2 separate regions of the Zea mays genome follow, and region 2 is linked to region 1. Evidence: chromatin contacts called from public Hi-C data. All regions are on one chromosome and are shown on one strand. The core of a region is the stretch at or near the end of the contact, and the rest is flanking DNA. Distances in the headings are between cores, read along the strand shown.

Region 1 (2,761 bases), core at 139-2,638:
GACGCTTTCATGCCGATCGGTCGCCAGGCCCAGGACGTAGGAGGTTGGACCATGCGTCCGACGCAGCGCAACGATCTGGTTGCGTGCGCCGCCACACCAGCCGGGAAGCTTCGCTGCTGTTCGGTTGGTGAGGTACACGTCATCCGTCAGCAGACCACGAATGCTAGCTGCTGCACACGTCCTGTCTCGTGGGACCTGATCGTTTATTAGACGGCTTTTATATCGATTCGGCGGGCGGCAGCACCACGTCGTCGTTTCATTTGCTCTCTATCGTCCATGTGACGCAGGTGCGGCTTTTATTCCCGCCGGCGCTGCTCCAGAATCGCAGCGTACGGGCCGGGCCGGAGAGGCACGCCGGCCGTGAGCAAAACGTGAGACGCGTGCGTGCACGGAAAGCTGTGTTTTGGGTTGGGGTGCGGTGGTGTGGCCGGACGAGGAAATTCTACGGCCTGATGAGGGAGGTGTTTTAAAGATTCTTTCTAGTGGAGGAGGAGGAGGAGGATACGGTAAAAAGCGACTTTCTATGTAATGTGAAATATCAGATTCTCTCTTCTCAAAGGAGGATACTATGTTCGAGCAGGAAACAACATGCGTACCTCCTGCATTTGGCATGGGAACCCAACTAACCAAGTTCCATGATCGTTACAATCCAGCCGATCTGAACAGTTTACAGCAAAATACATCCTGAATCAACCAAAACAGCAACTAAATCCGACTCATTCTAGACATCATTTCTATGTACGGCGGCGGCGGCGGCGGCCTAAACCCTCTCCGCCTCGTCAGCGGGACGAGCCGGAGCCGACGACGACGAGGTGGCTGTGCGCGTCGAGCGGCACGAAGGCGAGCGCGAGGAGCACGGCCAGCAGGCCCACGGGCACCAGCAGCAGCAGGAACGGCGGCGGCGAGAGCGGCGGCAGCACGAGCGGGAGGAACGCCAGCGACACGGCCACGAACACGAACGCCAGCAGCAGCTCCGCGGTGAAGTAGCCCGCGGGCGGCGGCGGCACCGTTCCCTGCGGCCGCCGCCCGCGGTGCTGCTTCTGCTGCTCGACGGCGCCGTGCATTGCTGCGCCCCTGCGGTGGGGATCGCCTGGTCTCCTCCTCGCCGGCGGCCTCCGGTCCATGGATGATGCTGCCTTTTTTTTGGACACGGGATCGAGATGAGCCTCAGAGGCAGAGCTACCGCCCGCAAAGCTCGTTCGGGATTTCGGACAGCCAGCTGATGATCCCTCCGATCGTCGGCAGCTGAAGGGAGACCAGCAGATAGATTAGCTACTACTAGTCCATGAATAAAGAAGGGAAGGGCTGCCGAAGAACGGGGAGCGCGGGTAATATACAAGCTGGGCGGCTGCTCGGTTCGTTGAACCAACGACGCGGAGCCGAGGCAGCAGGGCATGCGCATTCAGCAGCACATTTTGACCTGAGTTGTACTGCCTGCATGCGGTCCGCGGAACCTCGTATTCCATGAACCCGTCAGACGGTCGTGGCCGTACGGCGGCTTGCGTGTGTATGACAGGACACAGGGAGATGGCCATGTTGCTGGGCTTGGGGACGGGGTCACGATTCACGAGGATCTTCGGCCGGCGCATGCAGGTGCGCTGTATGTGGGCGGTGCAGACGTGCGGCGCGCCGGCAGGGGGGCATGGACTGCATGCGTTTCAGGAACTGTGGCGGGGGTGTGGGATGCCGGTGCGTGCTCGTTGGTCGCCTTTTGGCTTGCTCCAGAGTCCAGAGTACAGACCAACCTAACGTGCCGCAAGCCGACCCGGCCGACACGTTCGGCGTCGGGCGGCTGCCTGCTGCAGGTTCAGTGTTCGTCCCCGCTGGATGAGGACAACATACGTGCTGCCGTCGCCGTATGTATGCACGTCCGGATCGTGTCCCTTTCTACTTATGGATGCTTGCGTATGCAAACTGTTGAATAATTAGATATAATCCAGATTACATTCCGAATATAAATCATGATCAACAATAAATAGTCTAATCTAGCAAGTTATTTAACAGTATAATTATAAAAATACACACACCTCTACCATAATAGATTGGATTGAAGTAGATTGGATTGAAGCACGAGATCAAATCAGATGACGCGTATTAATCAGACATATCGGTAGATGACGCGGGTGGAAGAAGCAGGGTTGACGACGTTGAACGCAAGCAGACGTGTGAAGACGCTCCTAAAAACCTTATTCGTTCTCTCCCCGTGCAGGATCTCGAAGGCGACATGTTTCAGAGACCTACTCTCCCGATCTCAAATGCCCATCTATAGTTTTGTCATTGTTCATTATTGTTTAATATACTAGTGTTTGAGTAGAGACTATTAAATTAAATTTCCGCCTATAATTCGAAGCTACACCAACCCACAACATGCCAATGGACTATGCCTTGTAAGTTTTGTGTGAATGAGTTTCGCTCAAAGCTATAACCAGTACTTTGCTACCATTAGTTCCCTTGTCGTGTGGAGCATATACATAGTACTCCAATGTCTCTTCATAAGTTCATTAGAGATACACATAAACTGCGATGTTAGACAATCGAGCTCATATATGTATATAATTTTAAGAATATTCTATTGGACAACATCTTCTTTACTAATAAAAGCCAACATAACATATTAAGGAACCGTGGATGATTGAGGTTTTGAATAAGATGGCCTTTACGTTTTAGATTTTATTTTATTTTTCCAATTTTAACTCTTTTCTTACGTCGCGGTGGAAAAATATGGTTGCTCATAATTCCGGAGAAACCGGTAATTAGACGT
Region 2 (2,782 bases), core at 91-2,590, 320 kb after region 1:
CAGGTTTTTTAGGAGAATATCAATGCCATATACTATTGTTTAAGCTTTCTTATGGGCTTGCCTTATAGAGTTTTTTTTTTCAAACGAGTACTCCTTTTATTTTAAACTATAAGTTATTTAAATTTTATTGGAGACTCAAGGTATCTTAAGTTTAACTAAATTTATAAAGATAGTTAAAAAATTATAACATCAAATATGTATACTATAAAAATATAATTAATGAAGAATCTAATAATATTTAGTTGGTATCATAAATATTATTATTTTATCATATAAAGTTGGTATGTGATGATTTGACTCTTCAGTTTAGACTTATAATTCGAGATGGAGAGAGAGCACATTATAACAATAACCCATGAACATGTCATATAATTTCTGCTTACTTCTCCATCAGCTTTTTAGGACTTCAAGATACACCAGCAATATCGTTACCTTGTTTGTCCAATAAGGTTTTAAAATCATAAAAAAGGGAGTGTTAAGAGCCCAACAAAAGCTAGTGATTGAATCCCACAAATTAAGGATGAATGTGAATCATTGGCTAATCTTAATTCTAACTGTGTGGTCAACATCGTCAGATTCAATCGCACCCGCTGACGAGCACCACTCTCGAACAAGCGCCAATCGACTTTTCCTAGACGAGTGTGCTCGTCTATCACGATGGAGCGAAATAAAACACACTCGCACACAACATAGTCAATGGTAGGTGGGTATTTTATGAAAATTTAAAAGTGGCACTAGGTGAAAATTAGGGGTGAAGGTGATGTAAAAGTTGTATCAGCCAAAAACTTTTTGGCTATGACTTTGGATAAAAAATAACTCTTTTGATTATTTTTTTGGATTTTTGGAAAACCAACGCATATGGAGAAGTGTAACAAAAAGGGACAGTTACTCACACAAACGTAGCAGTAGACTTGTCTTGTTTGGGACATCTTCAGCTTCAGAAAATTTGGTGAAGTTGATAGAGCAGGTCATTAGGTGCTACAGAAAATTATAGAGATGAGTTGTAAGTCGTTACAAAACATTTAGATAAGTCGTTTTATTTATTATTTAGATCAAAAATATTTTTAAAATATTTAAATTGATATTATAAACCATAGTTCCACGTGAGCCGGAAACCGAAGCCATCCCAAACACCCACCTAGAAAAATGGAGCAGGTTGAAGGATAAAATGCTATATACTGGACATTGGCGCAAGAGGGGCTATATTAGAATGCAAATTGGGAGAAAAATTGCTATGGTAACTGCGAAGTCCACGCATATGGCTGAGGACATACGCAAAGGACACCCCAAGGGCAGCCAAAGACTCTCCTACAACCCATCCATCCACTGCTTGCCATCCGGCCTGTTGATATCAACAGAGAATTTTATACCCAAATGTGGCAACAATAATGCTGCAATGCTGTTCACTTGTCAGTGCTGTTTGATTACGCAAGACTAACATGTCATGGTTGATTACTGTGTTTTCTAGTCCCAAATGCAGAAATGCCCGTAGCACGAAGAGATCAGAAGGTAGTGCGATATATAGATGAAGAGGGCAACCTACACGCACTCTTGCATTGCATGAACTGCAGATGGGCATCATGGAAGGCTATCCAAGAAAGCCAAATACCCATCACCAGTCTCTGATGGACATGGACGCCCCCGCCGCCGGCGCAACCAGCAGCAGCGCCACCCATGCACCGCCGGCGCCTCACCATGCCACCGCGAAGAAGAGGCACCACTCCGGCCGCACCAAGACCCTCCTCCTCTTCGTCGTCACAAACTCCATCTCCATCCTCCTGTCCGTCACCTTCTCGCGCGTCACCGGCCTTGGGACCGGTGGCAGCGGCGGCGACTCCGCACTCGACTTCGCGTTCAGCGTCCTCTCCTCCAGCCAGAGCCTCGCCGTCGACCTCCACAATCGCGTCGAGGCCACCGACGCGATCATCAAGAGGCTCATCTCCAACTCCGGAAAGATGAAGCGGGACGCGCTGCCGCCGAAGCTGACGCCGGACGAGGAGCTCACGGTCGCGCTCGGCCCGCACACGCTCCCGTTCGGCTACACCCCGAACCTCGACTCCGACAAGCTGTATCCGGCGATCGGCGCGGCGTGCCACCGCCACCGCGACGAGCTCAACAAGTACATGCGGTACAACGTGACCGGCGACTGCCCGCCCGACGCGGCGCTCGCGGAGCGTCTGATGCTCAGGGGATGCGAGCCGCTGCCGAGGCGCCGGTGCCGCGCGCGCGGGCCAGCCGGGTTCCCGGACCCGACGCCGTTCCCGGAGAGCCTGTGGGTGGTCCCGCCGGACAAGTCCGTCTCGTGGGCGCCCTACGCGTGCAAGAACTACTCGTGCCTCGTGGACAGCGCCCGCCGCCGCCCGGGGAGCCACAGCCACCACCACGGCTGCGAGGCGTGCTTCGACCTCGCCGCCGGCAAGGAGCAGCGGCGGTGGGTCGGGCAGGGCGGGGACCTCGACTACGACATCGACACCGTGCTGGCCTCCAAGCCGCGAGGCACGGTACGGATCGGCCTCGACATCGGCGGCGGCACGGGCACGTTCGCGGCGCGCATGGCGGAGCGCGGGGTCACCGTGGTGACCACGACCCTCGACCTCGGCTCGCCGTTCGGCTCGTTCGTGGCGTCCCGCGGGCTCATCCCGCTCCACCTCAGCGCCGTCGCCGGGCGGCTCCCGTTCTTCGACGGCACCCTGGACATCGTGCACTCAATGCACGTGCTCAGCAACAGGGTCCCCCGCGCGGTGCTTGAGGCCGAGCTGTACGACATCTACCGCGTGCTCCG

What was found. Hi-C and Micro-C count contacts between places; a contact is called where the count stands out from the background.
Region 2: a Hi-C map of ear shows a contact between it and region 1, with 1.7 times the contacts expected there. The contact joins the promoter of LOC103650909 here to the promoter of LOC100283113 in region 1. A contact is called at or near these places in 4 of 25 Hi-C or Micro-C datasets (bundle sheath, ear, endosperm and 1 more).

Annotation. Positions count from the first base shown.
Region 1 is chr3:174,371,466-174,374,226 of Zm-B73-REFERENCE-NAM-5.0, forward strand. LOC100283113 (auxin-inducible protein) reads right to left here and starts at 1,389. Exons shown (of 1, transcript NM_001156015.2): 1 at 628-1,389. The coding sequence starts at 1,124. The coding sequence ends at 780.
Region 2 is chr3:174,686,820-174,689,601 of Zm-B73-REFERENCE-NAM-5.0, forward strand. It overlaps LOC103650909, which reads left to right and starts at 1,341. Exons shown (of 1, transcript XM_008676500.2): 1 at 1,341-2,782. The coding sequence starts at 1,572.